Regions from separate parts of the Sus scrofa genome. Here regions 1, 2 and 4 are each linked to region 3. The links are chromatin contacts, called in public targeted proximity ligation maps. All regions are on one chromosome and are shown on one strand. The core of a region is the stretch at or near the end of the contact, and the rest is flanking DNA. Distances in the headings are between cores, read along the strand shown.

The links.
Region 1: a targeted proximity ligation map of skeletal muscle shows a contact between it and region 3. A contact is called at or near these places in 4 of 47 Hi-C or Micro-C datasets (embryonic fibroblasts, psoas muscle and skeletal muscle) and 1 of 2 datasets of targeted methods (skeletal muscle).
Region 2: a contact with region 3 is called in a targeted proximity ligation map of skeletal muscle. A contact is called at or near these places in 1 of 47 Hi-C or Micro-C datasets (skeletal muscle) and 1 of 2 datasets of targeted methods (skeletal muscle).
Region 4: a contact with region 3 is called in a targeted proximity ligation map of skeletal muscle, with 10 times the contacts expected there. A contact is called at or near these places in 3 of 47 Hi-C or Micro-C datasets (psoas muscle and skeletal muscle) and 1 of 2 datasets of targeted methods (skeletal muscle).

Annotation. Positions count from the first base shown.
Region 1 is chr4:101,917,296-101,920,152 of Sscrofa11.1, forward strand. TBX15 (T-box transcription factor TBX15) reads left to right here and starts at 1,596. Exons shown (of 12, transcript XM_001926903.7): 1 at 1,596-1,612; 2 at 1,717-2,857. The coding sequence starts at 2,732.
Region 2 is chr4:101,991,494-101,994,336 of Sscrofa11.1, forward strand. TBX15 (T-box transcription factor TBX15) reads left to right here. Exons shown (of 12, transcript XM_001926903.7): 6 at 358-475; 7 at 478-498; 8 at 501-523. Among named protein-coding and RNA genes, the nearest start is that of TBX15, 74 kb to the left of the region's middle.
Region 3 is chr4:102,508,282-102,511,138 of Sscrofa11.1, forward strand. The region is part of intron 3 of LOC110260334 (a long non-coding RNA gene); the gene reads left to right. Among named protein-coding and RNA genes, the nearest start is that of SPAG17, 87 kb to the right of the region's middle.
Region 4 is chr4:101,965,299-101,968,220 of Sscrofa11.1, forward strand. All of the region lies in intron 2 of TBX15 (T-box transcription factor TBX15), which reads left to right. Among named protein-coding and RNA genes, the nearest start is that of TBX15, 48 kb to the left of the region's middle.

The DNA of each region.
Region 1 (2,857 bases), core at 346-2,845, 590 kb before region 3:
GCCTTCTGGACATGCATCTAGGTGCTGGGTAACTAAAACGTTCTCTTTTTGAGAACGTTTTATGACCTCAGGAAGGGTGCATGGCCTGTGCTGCATCAATTTCGCAAACAAACCAGGTCTGTGAGAGAAGAGAAAGCAAGAGGCTACCAGGGAGATGGGACATGCAGGCGATGGGGGAGGAGGAAAATGCTGGGAAAGAACAGAGGCCGCCCCATTGCTAGTCTATCTGGGCTGGTCCTGGCAGGCTCCAGCCAAGGGCAGTAATCGCAAGCCAAAAGAGAGGTTTAAGCCACAGGGGAAGCTAACTGTGTTCCTGGCCTGCCGTTTCTCCAGCTCCTTTGCTGAAGCCTGGGAGTGTTGAATGCCTGGTCACTTTCGGTGAGGTCGGCCTAGAAGCAACCCTGAGCGGTGACTGAGGTGCAAAGCCCTTGGCCTTGCCACTCCTCCTTTTGCCTGGCAACTCAATGGCCCGAAGGGCTCAGTGCCCCATCCCAGTGTTTTTGGAGTGCTGCTTGGGACCCTCAAGCCTGGGATGCAGGCTCCTGGAATGCCCTGGAGACCAAGCCTTGCTGAATTATACTCATCCAGTGGCTTTTCCATTATTCTTTCTGCATTTGCTGTGCCAATCGCTTCCTCTTCTCCAGGCTGGAGCCCAATTTGAGCGAGCTCCAAAAATGGCCTTTTTTGCTCTCTTCCAAAGAGTCCCAAGGTACCTTCAGGCCACTGGGCCCAGCTGTTACCTCCAGCACTAGAGCACATCCAACTGTAATAGCAAGAACTAGCTTCCCACAGCCCCTCAGTGGTCAGGAGGGAAATGTGCCATTTCAGAGGTCCAACAGGCTCTCCATTCTTGCCCCAAGGTGCAAGGACTGATGAGCCCTCATTCTTGGGGAGTCTGTGACACACCTTGGGCCCCCCTTTCCCAGGCTTTCAAGTTCAGGCCCTGCCCACAGCCTGAGTGTTGAGGAGACTTGCCTGCTGGGGCCTCTAGATCTGTCGTTCGCACCAGGGAGCTCTCTTTCCTGCCTCTTTGAGCAGGGATAGAAGCGTCTTAACCAGGGCGTTGGGAAGATCGAGCTGCGGCTCAGCCGTCGCCTGCGAAATCCGAGACCTTTTTCCAGCTTGGCAGGATCAACTTCTTGGCCCCTCTGTACTGGCCGTGCACTGGTCTGCGCCCCAGGGTCTTCTTCCGCAGCACAAGACCAGACCTGGGAGAGGGGTGTGGGGAATCCGAATGACCAAAAGTGTTGGATTTAAGTTCCTTAGAAACCTCTGATGACTGCAGTGTCCTGAAAGATTTTTTTTTTTTTTTAAAGGGTGGAGGGAGGATCAGTGGGGCGGAGAGAGCCGGGCTCCAGAGGTGATCGGATTTGAAGGGAATTTTGAAAAGCTCCTTCGCCGCTGTCAAAGTTCCTCGCTGCCCTCGCCCATACCCTCTCGGTGGGTTCTCCAGAGCAAGCGCCCCGAGCAGGCGAGGCTCGGCTTAGCATCCACGCCGAACGGAAGGAGAGCGTTTGCTGTGTGCGGGCCCAGTCTGGATCCGCCTACGGAGCGCGCGGTAAGCCGGGTGCCCACTGCCGGCCTCTCGCGTTGAGGGCGCTACGTCTACCAGGTAGAGCTGGAAGGAGGAAGCGATCTTTAAATTTTCAATTACAAGGCCCTGGATAGTAATGAGGCTTTTTTGTTTGTTTGTTTGTTTCGTTTTGCCTTAACCAGAGTTGCTTAGAAATCGTTCGACAGGAAAGGACCTGTGTAGCGAAACCCCGGAGGAATGAGCAGATCTAAAGGCATCTGGGGTCAAGCGCGAGATTATCAGAGTCGTTTTCCGGGTGTATTTGGGCAGGTTGACATTTTGTCAGAGCCCCCAAGTTCCAGATCCACAGTTAAAATTCCCGATCCATAGCTAAAATAGGTCTATGAGACCTAGCAGATTTGGGAGGAAAAGGTACGGATTTGGGGCTTGCAGGAGTTTGTAACGGCACAAGATCAGACCTCTACTTTTAGCTCCCCTCCTTCCAGCGAGGAGCCGTGGGGGGACCGGGAAGCCAGGGGTTAAAGTTGGCCCAGGAGCATCCCGGGGACAACCCGCGCGGAGCCTTGGCCAGAGCCTCAGTCTCTCCCCTCCTCTCATTGGCCCTTGCCGGCAGGGTTTCTCCTGTTCCCTCTTTGCCATTGGTCGGGGGCTGGCTTTTTTTCCCCTCAGTCTTTCTCTTCCTCCCCCCTCCCTCTCCCTCGCCCCTCGGACAGGAGCGCACCGCCTGCCCCCAGCTCCTCGGGAAGGGAGGAATTTAGAAAAAAAAGTTTCCCAGAAATTTGGATCAGAGGAAGGACGGGAAGACCAAGAGAGGAAGAGGGAGAGGGAGGAGAGAAAGGGAGAGGGAGGAGAGAGAATTAAAAAAAAAAAAAGATGAAGTCCAGTCTGCACAGCCTGTGAGCGCCTGCCCGGGTGGGTGGGAAGCAGGACTCGGGCGCTCATGCAGCGAGTGAGCGGCGCTCGGGGCGCTCGTTCCTAGCGGCTGGGGCAGCTAGGGGCGTCGGTCCGAGCCGGCGGTGGCGGGCGGGGGAGGGCGCTGGGGGAGGGTGCCTAGGACCAGCGGAGCCACCGCCTTCAGACTCCACTGCCTCGCTGCCGCCTTTCCCGGGCCCAGCCCGGCGGGCGCTCGGAGCGTGAGGGCTCGGGCTGCTCCCTCAGTAGCGAGGGCGAGAGGGGGCCTGGGTGCGGGCGGCTAAGATGAGTGAAAGGAGAAGATCTGCAGTCGCCCTGAGCTCGCGAGCACATGCCTTCTCCGTTGAAGCCTTGATCGGCTCAAATAAAAAGCGGAAACTGCGAGACTGGGAGGAGAAGGGGCTGGACCTG
Region 2 (2,843 bases), core at 173-2,672, 520 kb before region 3:
GCAACGCCTGTCTCATAGCAAAGGTTCTGAAACCTTGTAGTGGGGTGTTGCCTCCTGGTACAAGAGCCAACTCATTCAGTATTTACCCGATAAAAATGAACATGTTGCCTTCACTACCTGTGATGGGGATCCTGTGCTCTGTGGTTCGTTGTGACATGATGCTGTCCATCACCTAGTCCTTCCAGCCGTGGGCACAAACACTGGTTGTCCGTTTCTTGCACATCCTACCCCCCACCCCCAGCTGTGTTCATCCTGCAAAGCTTTTATCTTGTGATTTTGTTTGCCTGAGAGCTTGAAAAGAGGTAGGGACTTCAGAGGCAACCCCGGAGTGACGGACGTGTCCCCTCCTCGTTTCAGATCATTCTTCACTCCATGCACAAATACCAGCCTCGAGTTCACGTGATTCGCAAGGATTTCAGCAGCGACCTTTCTCCCACCAAACCTGTCCCGGTTGGGGATGGAGTGAAAACATTCAACTTCCTGAGACCGTGTTCACCACGTCACAGCCTATCAGAACCAGCAGGTAAGAGGCTGCCTCTTGTGCGTTTCCTGCTGCGGCCACTTTTATAGGCCTTTTATTCATGCTTTTGTAAGAAGGGCTTAGTCCCTCTGCATGGCACTGAAGTGCTGGAATGAGAGACACCGGGCTTGCGGCGCACACAGGGCACTGGTGATGACAAGGCGGTAATGCCAGCAGCAGCTGTCATCGTCTAGATTTAGATCAGAGGCAGGATCTTTGACCAGGAGGACCAAACCTCCTAAGCCATGGCCCTGTCTCTCTGTACTTGTACCCACGCTCATGATCTCTGCTGCCTCCTGGCAAATGTTCCTCATCACTTGAAATTCCTGAGGTTTGATTCATTCCTTCCCTCTTAGCCTCTCCGTGTAGCCCTCCATCAGGCTACTTCAAAGTCATCCCGCCTCTCAAACTCCGTGTCAGACCCACTGCTTCCAGTTACACTTTCAGACTACATTTGCCTTCGTGTGCTCATCAGCCACACCCTACAATCTCTATGTTTTTATCTCGGTAATATATTCATTCATTCCATAAATATTTACTGAGGACTTACAGTGTTTTAAAGCTCAGTAGAAAAATTGAGCTGCTTCAGACTTATTTCTCCCTAAGCAAAGAACAGTTTTAGTTGAGTGAATGACTCGTAAAAACATAATGATGATACGGTGGAATAACTTAAAGACACAGATGTGGACAGGGTGGGGTTTGTTTTTGTTTTTTGTTTTTTGGTGGGGGTTTTGGGGTGTTTTTTTGTTTGTTTGTTTGTTTGTTTTGGTTTGGGGAATGAGGGATGTTTTCCTGGAAGAACTGATGCTTTTTTCTGAGGCTGAGACACACACAGGAATCAGCCAGACAAATGGAGGAGGTATGTGGGTGGGGAGGGTAAGGGAGAGCCAAGCCTGGAATCCCTGTGGACATTCTGAACAGTGTTCTTATTTTGAGAAGGGTGACTCGGTAGATTTACAAGTGATCTCACTTTATGGAGTTCTTTGAAAGTTGCACGTGAATCTCATTTGTATAAGTTAGATCATATTTCATATTTTGGTGAATTGTCTCAATAATAGGATCCTGCAGTGAATCCTTTTCTGAAACAAAAGAGTATTTGCTTGTTTATTTTGCTTGAAAGGCTGCATATTTTTATTTGGGGCCTGCTTGGAGCAAAATGGACTTACACTGGAGTACTCAATACCTTTTGTGTTGGATACTATGCTTAGTGCTCTGACAAAAAAAAAAAAAAAGCGATGAAGGAAAACTGTTTACTTACCAAGTATTTATTAAGGGTTTACTATGTTCCAGGCAAGTAAAGGAAGTTTTATAATCTTTAGTTCATATAGAACATTTTTCTGTCTTTCATAGCACATCTGGCTAAGATTCCTTGGCTGTTTTTTTACCTTTAGGAGAATTTGATATACAGCAACCCCTTAGTCCGATAAATGTGAGGTACCGTATGGTTGTTGGGCTTTCTCAGCAGCTGTAAAGTGGCCTCAACATCAGACTTTCCTTTTAGATGTCGCATTTGATTTAAAAGAGAGGAAGAGCCTTGGTTTGCTGCGGGTACTTAAAAAAAAAAATTATTCGACTCTCTCAAACCCCTCAGGTTGTGAAGTTTTAGAGGCCATGAGGGGTCCTTACAGAACACTTCATAATCAAGATTTTTCAAGCTCTTTGGCGTTCCCGTTGTGGCTCAGCAGAAATGAGCCAAGAGCCCAGCTACTATCCGTGAGGATGTGGGTTGGGTCCTGCATTGCTGTGGCTGTGGCATAGGCCGGCAGAGGTAGCTCTGATTCGACGCCTAGTCTAGAAACTTCCATATGCCGGAGTATGGCCCTAAAGAGCAAAAAAAAAAAAAAAAAAAAAAAAAAAAAACTTTTTCAAGCTCTGATCCAAGTCACGCAATATAGACAATATAGACAAGGCTTTTGGAGCACGGGAAACCTTGGGTTTCACTGTGTTTCAGAGGTGGAGGAACATGAATCTGAGTTCTTTGAATAGTTGTTTGGACTTTTTCTAAGCTACCCCAGCCACCGTTTTAATCATTACTTTCTCACGAAGGCAGAGAGATATGGCAGTCAGTTAGTTCCACTTTAGAATGTTGTTTCTAGAGCAAACTGGAAGGCTGATGAAGCACCCTTCTTTGGCCTCATCGAGATTGGTTCTGGAGGCCAAGAGGGTCAGTATTATAACCCAAGTGGAAATGAACAACACCACTCACTGTGACAATGAAAGGAGACCAGACCTGGGTACCCCACATCCCTTTCACTTCCTCTGCATTATTTCCTACCTGGTGTTCCTGCATCCGGATCCATTGTACTCACATAGATATTTTGTC
Region 3 (2,857 bases), core at 125-2,624:
GTGGCCCTAGAAAAGGCAAAAAGACAAAAAAAAAAAAGAAAAAAAAATTTATGGAGGGGAGGCAGACTAAACCATTGTTGCTATCCATATACTCGGTACTCAATAAATAATTATTGCCTGATGAGCAAAGAAAGATTTTAGTGTGTTTTTTTTCTTCCTTTTTTGGTAGTTGTAGATGTTATTAACATGATGAAGGTGGCTGTTTTTCTAAAGCCTTGAAATCCTGACAGAGAGGACAGTCAAGGAAGGAGGCAGGGGCAGGATAGCAGACAGGATGGTAAAAGAATAAAATCCTAGAGCTAAAAACCACTGGCTGTAGTTGCCTTCCTGCTGGGAACCCTGGACAACCACAGCAAGGGAGGAGTTGCACAGACAGGAGAATGGCAGGTTGGCTCTTGAGATCTCCCAAGAGGTTCTAACCTTCTGAATAAGGATCTTAAAATAATGTTGGCATTACATTGAAGAAGATATGAGACCGTCGTGTCAGGCTCTTGTCCCCCAGTGTTTCTAAGCCGATGGCAAAGTCTCTGCAGAGAATAAGAGGGCCCTGAAACAAACCCAGATACTTAAGCACCAAGCAGGAAGAAGGATTTCTCATAGAGGACAACTGATTTTACAAAAACTCGCACAAAGTCTCTAATGCCCCCTATTAAAGTCTTGAATACCTCCCCATGACAAAAATCAAGGGTCACTGGATGAAGCGAAGAGACCCCACCTCCCGCCCCCAGTTAAAATAATTAAATAGGTCGGACAAGCTCCAGTCAGTTGGTATGATTTGCTGCCCCTGGGGAAGTCCAAGTCAACACTGTACCAGAGTTTGAAAACAACGGGGTCATTTAAAGACCATCCCTTGCATTCATCTCAGGTCAAAGGAGGATAAAGATCAGAGTAATCAGGGCTGAAGTTTCAGGACATGATGTGATTACGATGGTGTCCAGTCTGTCATGCACAGCCTGCCCAGCTGGCATGGGGCATTTCAAAATTCCCTGCCCCAGGCATGTGGAACCTTCGCCACATGGGAGATTGGTGGGGACATCCCCACAGCGTGACCTGTTACTCTGTGTTCTCGTAAAATCGGGATGGCGTTCAGCTGGCCCCTTCCTGTCAGCAGAAGGAAAACTTCTCCCAGCCGCCTTGGGGGCTGCAAGGTTCTGAATGGGACAAAACCGAGGTCCGATGTGTAGTTTAGAATAGTCTCCTAGCAAATTCCTTAAACAAATTAGGAGTGGTTCTGGCCCGGATCTCTCTCTGCCAGGAGAGTAGAAGGAGACAATAAAAAAAAACTAAGCCTGCTAATCCTACCCAGAACTGCCCAAGACTACTTTGGGCTAGGGACACACATGCTCAGGCTTCAGAGATGCATATGGGTGCATTTCGTTAATCCTCATCACTGCGTGTCAGGGATAACTGATCTATGACTAAAAATAGTGTGAGGACAGCAATATCAGCCATTTGAGGCTGAACTGAGGACACAGTGGAAAACTTGACAGCAGCACAGTAGAACCTTCCTGGCCCAAGGCCACGGGCTCAAGGGCAGGAGCTCTGGGCTCATCTGCTGGGGAAGCTTGATTGACAGCCTCACCTCCCAAGGGGGAGTTTCAAGGGTTGTAATCTTCTCACATTATTGGGCACCTTCTGAGTGCCGGGCAAATGCTGGAAACAGGATGTAATGGAAGGAGACAGGGTTCTTCTCTGGAAAAAGCTTACAACGGAGTGATACTTAAGAAGGATATGCACAAAAACAATTAACAAAAACAATTCTGCTCCACTTCATTGACTGCAGTCTGAAACTGTCTCCAGCAGCCACACTACCTGCGCAAGAAACGGAGACTATAAGAGCAGAGGTTCAAGCCCATTCTTGGCTCTAGTGTGCTTCTTCAGTTGAAGGGAAAAGAAGCAAAACAGAAAGAGGCCTTCGGGTCACATTTACTAATTTATTCAAGTCAGTTATGTGTATTTGGTATCAAGTATGACTGGTAATGCTTTCTGTATCCTAGGTAAATGTCTGCTACCAAACATTAAACTTTTAGTTATGGAATCATTGACTCTCAGGCTTTTTCCCCTGCATAATTATTGCATTCCTACTGTGAGTCAGATACCATTCAAAGAATCTTTTTAAGGTTTGCTGTAAACACTCATTACAAGTATATATTGGTATCCGCCATCTTGGAGGACAATTGGAAGATATGTTTCCAAAGTATATTTAATAGAAGCGTAGTTCTGAGGAAAATTTCTAGGTATTCTCAAGAAAGCTACATGCTATTTGCCATTAGAGTGGCGGTCACCAACCATAACACAAGGTCTCCTCAGGACGTTTCTTATTTCCTTCAGAGTGCCAGACATCATTGATAGTGGCCAAGGCATTCACTGCACTTCTTAGAAGACACAGTGCTGGTTTCTGAAGAAAGCATTCCGTGGAACTTTATTCTTTTACTGGATCCAGGCCACAGGCTTCACTGATAGGTTACTTAAACTTAAGTTCAAATTCAATAAAATGAAAATGACACATTTCAGTCAGTAGTCAAACATCAGAGGTGATCTGCTGGTGTCTCTGTAGGCCCTTCTCTTTTTTTTCACTGTAAAAGAAAGCAAATGAAGCAAAAAATGTTTTTGTGCCTGTTGAAATTGAAAGTTTCAGAGTATGTGAATCTATTCCTCAGAAGGTGTTAAATCAGCTGGAGTTTGGAGGTCAGGACTAGAGAGAGACTTTTTTTTTTTCCTTTTTAGGGCCACACCCACGGCATATGGAGGTTCCCAGGCTGGGGGTCCAATTGGAGCTGTAGCCACCGGCCTATGCCACAGCCACAGCAACTCAGGATCCAAGCCATGTCTGTGACCTACACCACAGCTCATGGCA
Region 4 (2,922 bases), core at 88-2,587, 540 kb before region 3:
ACATTTTATGGAATAATTTTTCCTTTACAAAAAGATTGACTGCATGCAGTTGAGATCATTGTAATTAAAATGTAGGAGAAGTCCCATCGTGGCACAGCAGAAACAAATCCAACTAGGAACCATGAGGTTGCAGGTTCGATCCCTGGCCTCGATCAGTGGGTTAAAGGTTCTGGCATTGCCGTGAGCTGTGGCATAGGTCACAGATGTGGCTTGGGTCTGGCGCTGCCGTGGCATAGGCTGGCAGTTGTAGCTCCCAATAGACTCCTAGCCTGGGAACCTCCGTATGCCCCAGGTACGGCCCTGAAGAGCAAAAAATTAAATTAAATTAAAAAGTGTAGGTATATAGCCAGTGTCACACAAGATATTCTGATTTCTATGAAATTCTCTAGTCTGTGACATTTGTATTTTATATATGTAGTAACTACATATTCGCTTATAATTTTATCTTGGTCATTTATCTGTTCTTTTAAAGATGCTATATAATGGGTATTCCATTGTAATTCATATCTGATAATGTGTAATATTTGGTGTCGTAAGGAAAATCTGCCTTCACTGTAAATCAATTTTGATTGTGTTGTAGAAGGTGGTACATAAGGTAATACTTTAATATCTACAATAGCCCACACGTCATCAATAAGATCTCATCCTCCAGGCTGGTGAGTTCTTGGAAAAAATTACTTCCACATGTTCCTAAAACTGCTTGAGATTTTTTGACTGGTTGGTGGTCTATTGATTCTCAATATCTGACCTATCAAAACGCCATCCGTAAACTTCAGGAACACATGGAGGCTTAGAAGTAGCCAGGGCTGAATTTCGTACAGAACAAAGGGAGGTGATGATTAACACACCCATCTGAGCAGCAGAGGGGGCGGGGGGAGTAATCCTTGAATGGATTAGATGCCATGATCCTAAACCCACATTCTCTGAGTGTTGGGTCCTTGCCCAGACATGGGGAGAGGCCAAACACTGATGCCTTTTAAATGACAGGGTATCTCCATGGGACTCTGGTCAGGGACACTGGGGCAGAGAGCTGAGGGTCACTTGGGAAAAAGCCTTTCTTTCTCCTGTGGTCTAGCAGATTTGAGAACCTAGACCTACTCGGCCAGCCCATCCGATTTATTATATCCTTATCACTCCGCCTGCCTGGCAGAGATTAACGTATAAATACATTAAATTTTATTTCCTTTTTTTTTTTTTTTTTTACTACTAACTAAGAGTCACTTATAAATTTTTTTTGGACTCCAGTAGGTTGCTTTCAAGACTGGCATGGAGACTGCCAAGAAGATGACTTATTATTATTGTACTGTCCCTAGAAGCCGTGTCATATGGCTGACTCTTTCTGTTGGCTGGCAATAGCTGGTAGATTCTGAGGACATAATTGCAGGGACATTTATCTCTGTAAGAAGAGTCTGTGAACAGAACACTAAACCTATTTTCTGATTGGTTTTCTCTTTTTCCTCTACGATGTCTTTCCAGCTTTATAAAATTATGGATTTTTAAAAATAATGTTATGTAATTGTACTGAGAGAGGCTGACTCTCTAAGAGAGGCCTCCAACAGATGGGTACCCTCCTGAGAAGGAAACAGACCATTAAGCAAGTCCCTTTGACCCCCCCTTCCCTGGGAGGAGGAGCTCTTGAATCACAGGCCCAGGTGCTCAGGAAATCTCCTGTCACTCTGAGACGGGCCAGGACATGGTGCCATGTCCAAAGCTTCTAAATACAGTTCAGGCTGGGTCATCATAACAGATGCTGAACTGGCACCACTATGGGGACTGAAGTGGGACCTCTGACAGTGCTTAAATGCCACGGCCCCTGGGCTCGAAGTCTTCCTGGGCTGGGGCGCGGAGAGGCAGCGCCGAGCCTCTTGGGGAGGAGGGGAGGAGCAGCTTTGGCAAGGAAATCCTGCTGCCTCGGTGACACCACCACTCCTTCAGAAGGCAACAGACACCCAGCATCACACCAGCTATTTTAGAAGCTGTCAGTTTCTGAATTGCTGACACACTTGGAGGACACTGTTTCTTCAAAGGTCAGTCTGACCATTCAAGGTAGGTAGGCCTGGGGAAAACCAGAGGCGTGCGCTAGCCAAGGTGTTGGCTGAGGAGTAAGTTTCAGGGGGCCTGGTCAAGGTGACTCAAGGAGTCAGGAATGGCGGTAGCAAGAACGGGCTGACCTTGGGATTCCCAAATCAGCCTTTCCATTGAAGACAGTGTGGGGCTCTTCTTTACCCCGCTCCATCCTCTTCTTCTTGGCTATCACCTAAAAAATCCACCAGGTTGGGAGTTCCCGTCATGGCGCCATGGTTAACGAATCCGACTAGGAACCATAAGGTTGCAGGTTTGATCCCCAGCCTTGCTCAGTGGGTTAAGGATCTGGCGTTGCCATGAGCTGTAGTGTGGGTCATAGACGTGGCTCGGATCCCGTGTTGCTGTGGCTCTGGCGTAGGCCGGTGGGTATGGCTCTGATTGGACCCCTAGCCTGGGAACCTCCATATGCCACGGGAGCAGCTCAAGAAATGGCGAAAAGACAAAAAAAAAAAAAAAAAAATCCACCAGGTTGGATCCCTTTGACAATTCACTCTCCTCTGGGGAGGGCTTCAGAAGGAAAAAAAGAAGACAGGAGAGTCTTGGGAAGCAGGCTTCTTCCGGAGGAGTGTGGAGGCTTGGAATGTGAAGGTGGGATTCTAAGGTTGGCAAGCATCTGAAGTGGAGGTTGGCGATTTGTACATGTAAAGACACTGTTATGAATACAATTAATCCAGGGTGTTGGTTTCACTCTTATTGCTTGCCCTGTGCCAACAAAAGCGTATTCGTTTCTGTTATCAAAGCATTTGACTTTAGGGTTTCTGAAGGTGGTGTGCATGGTGGCTGAGTGCAAGCTTTGGGGTAAGAGAGGCCAGGGTCCCTTTCTTCTTTCTGATGCTT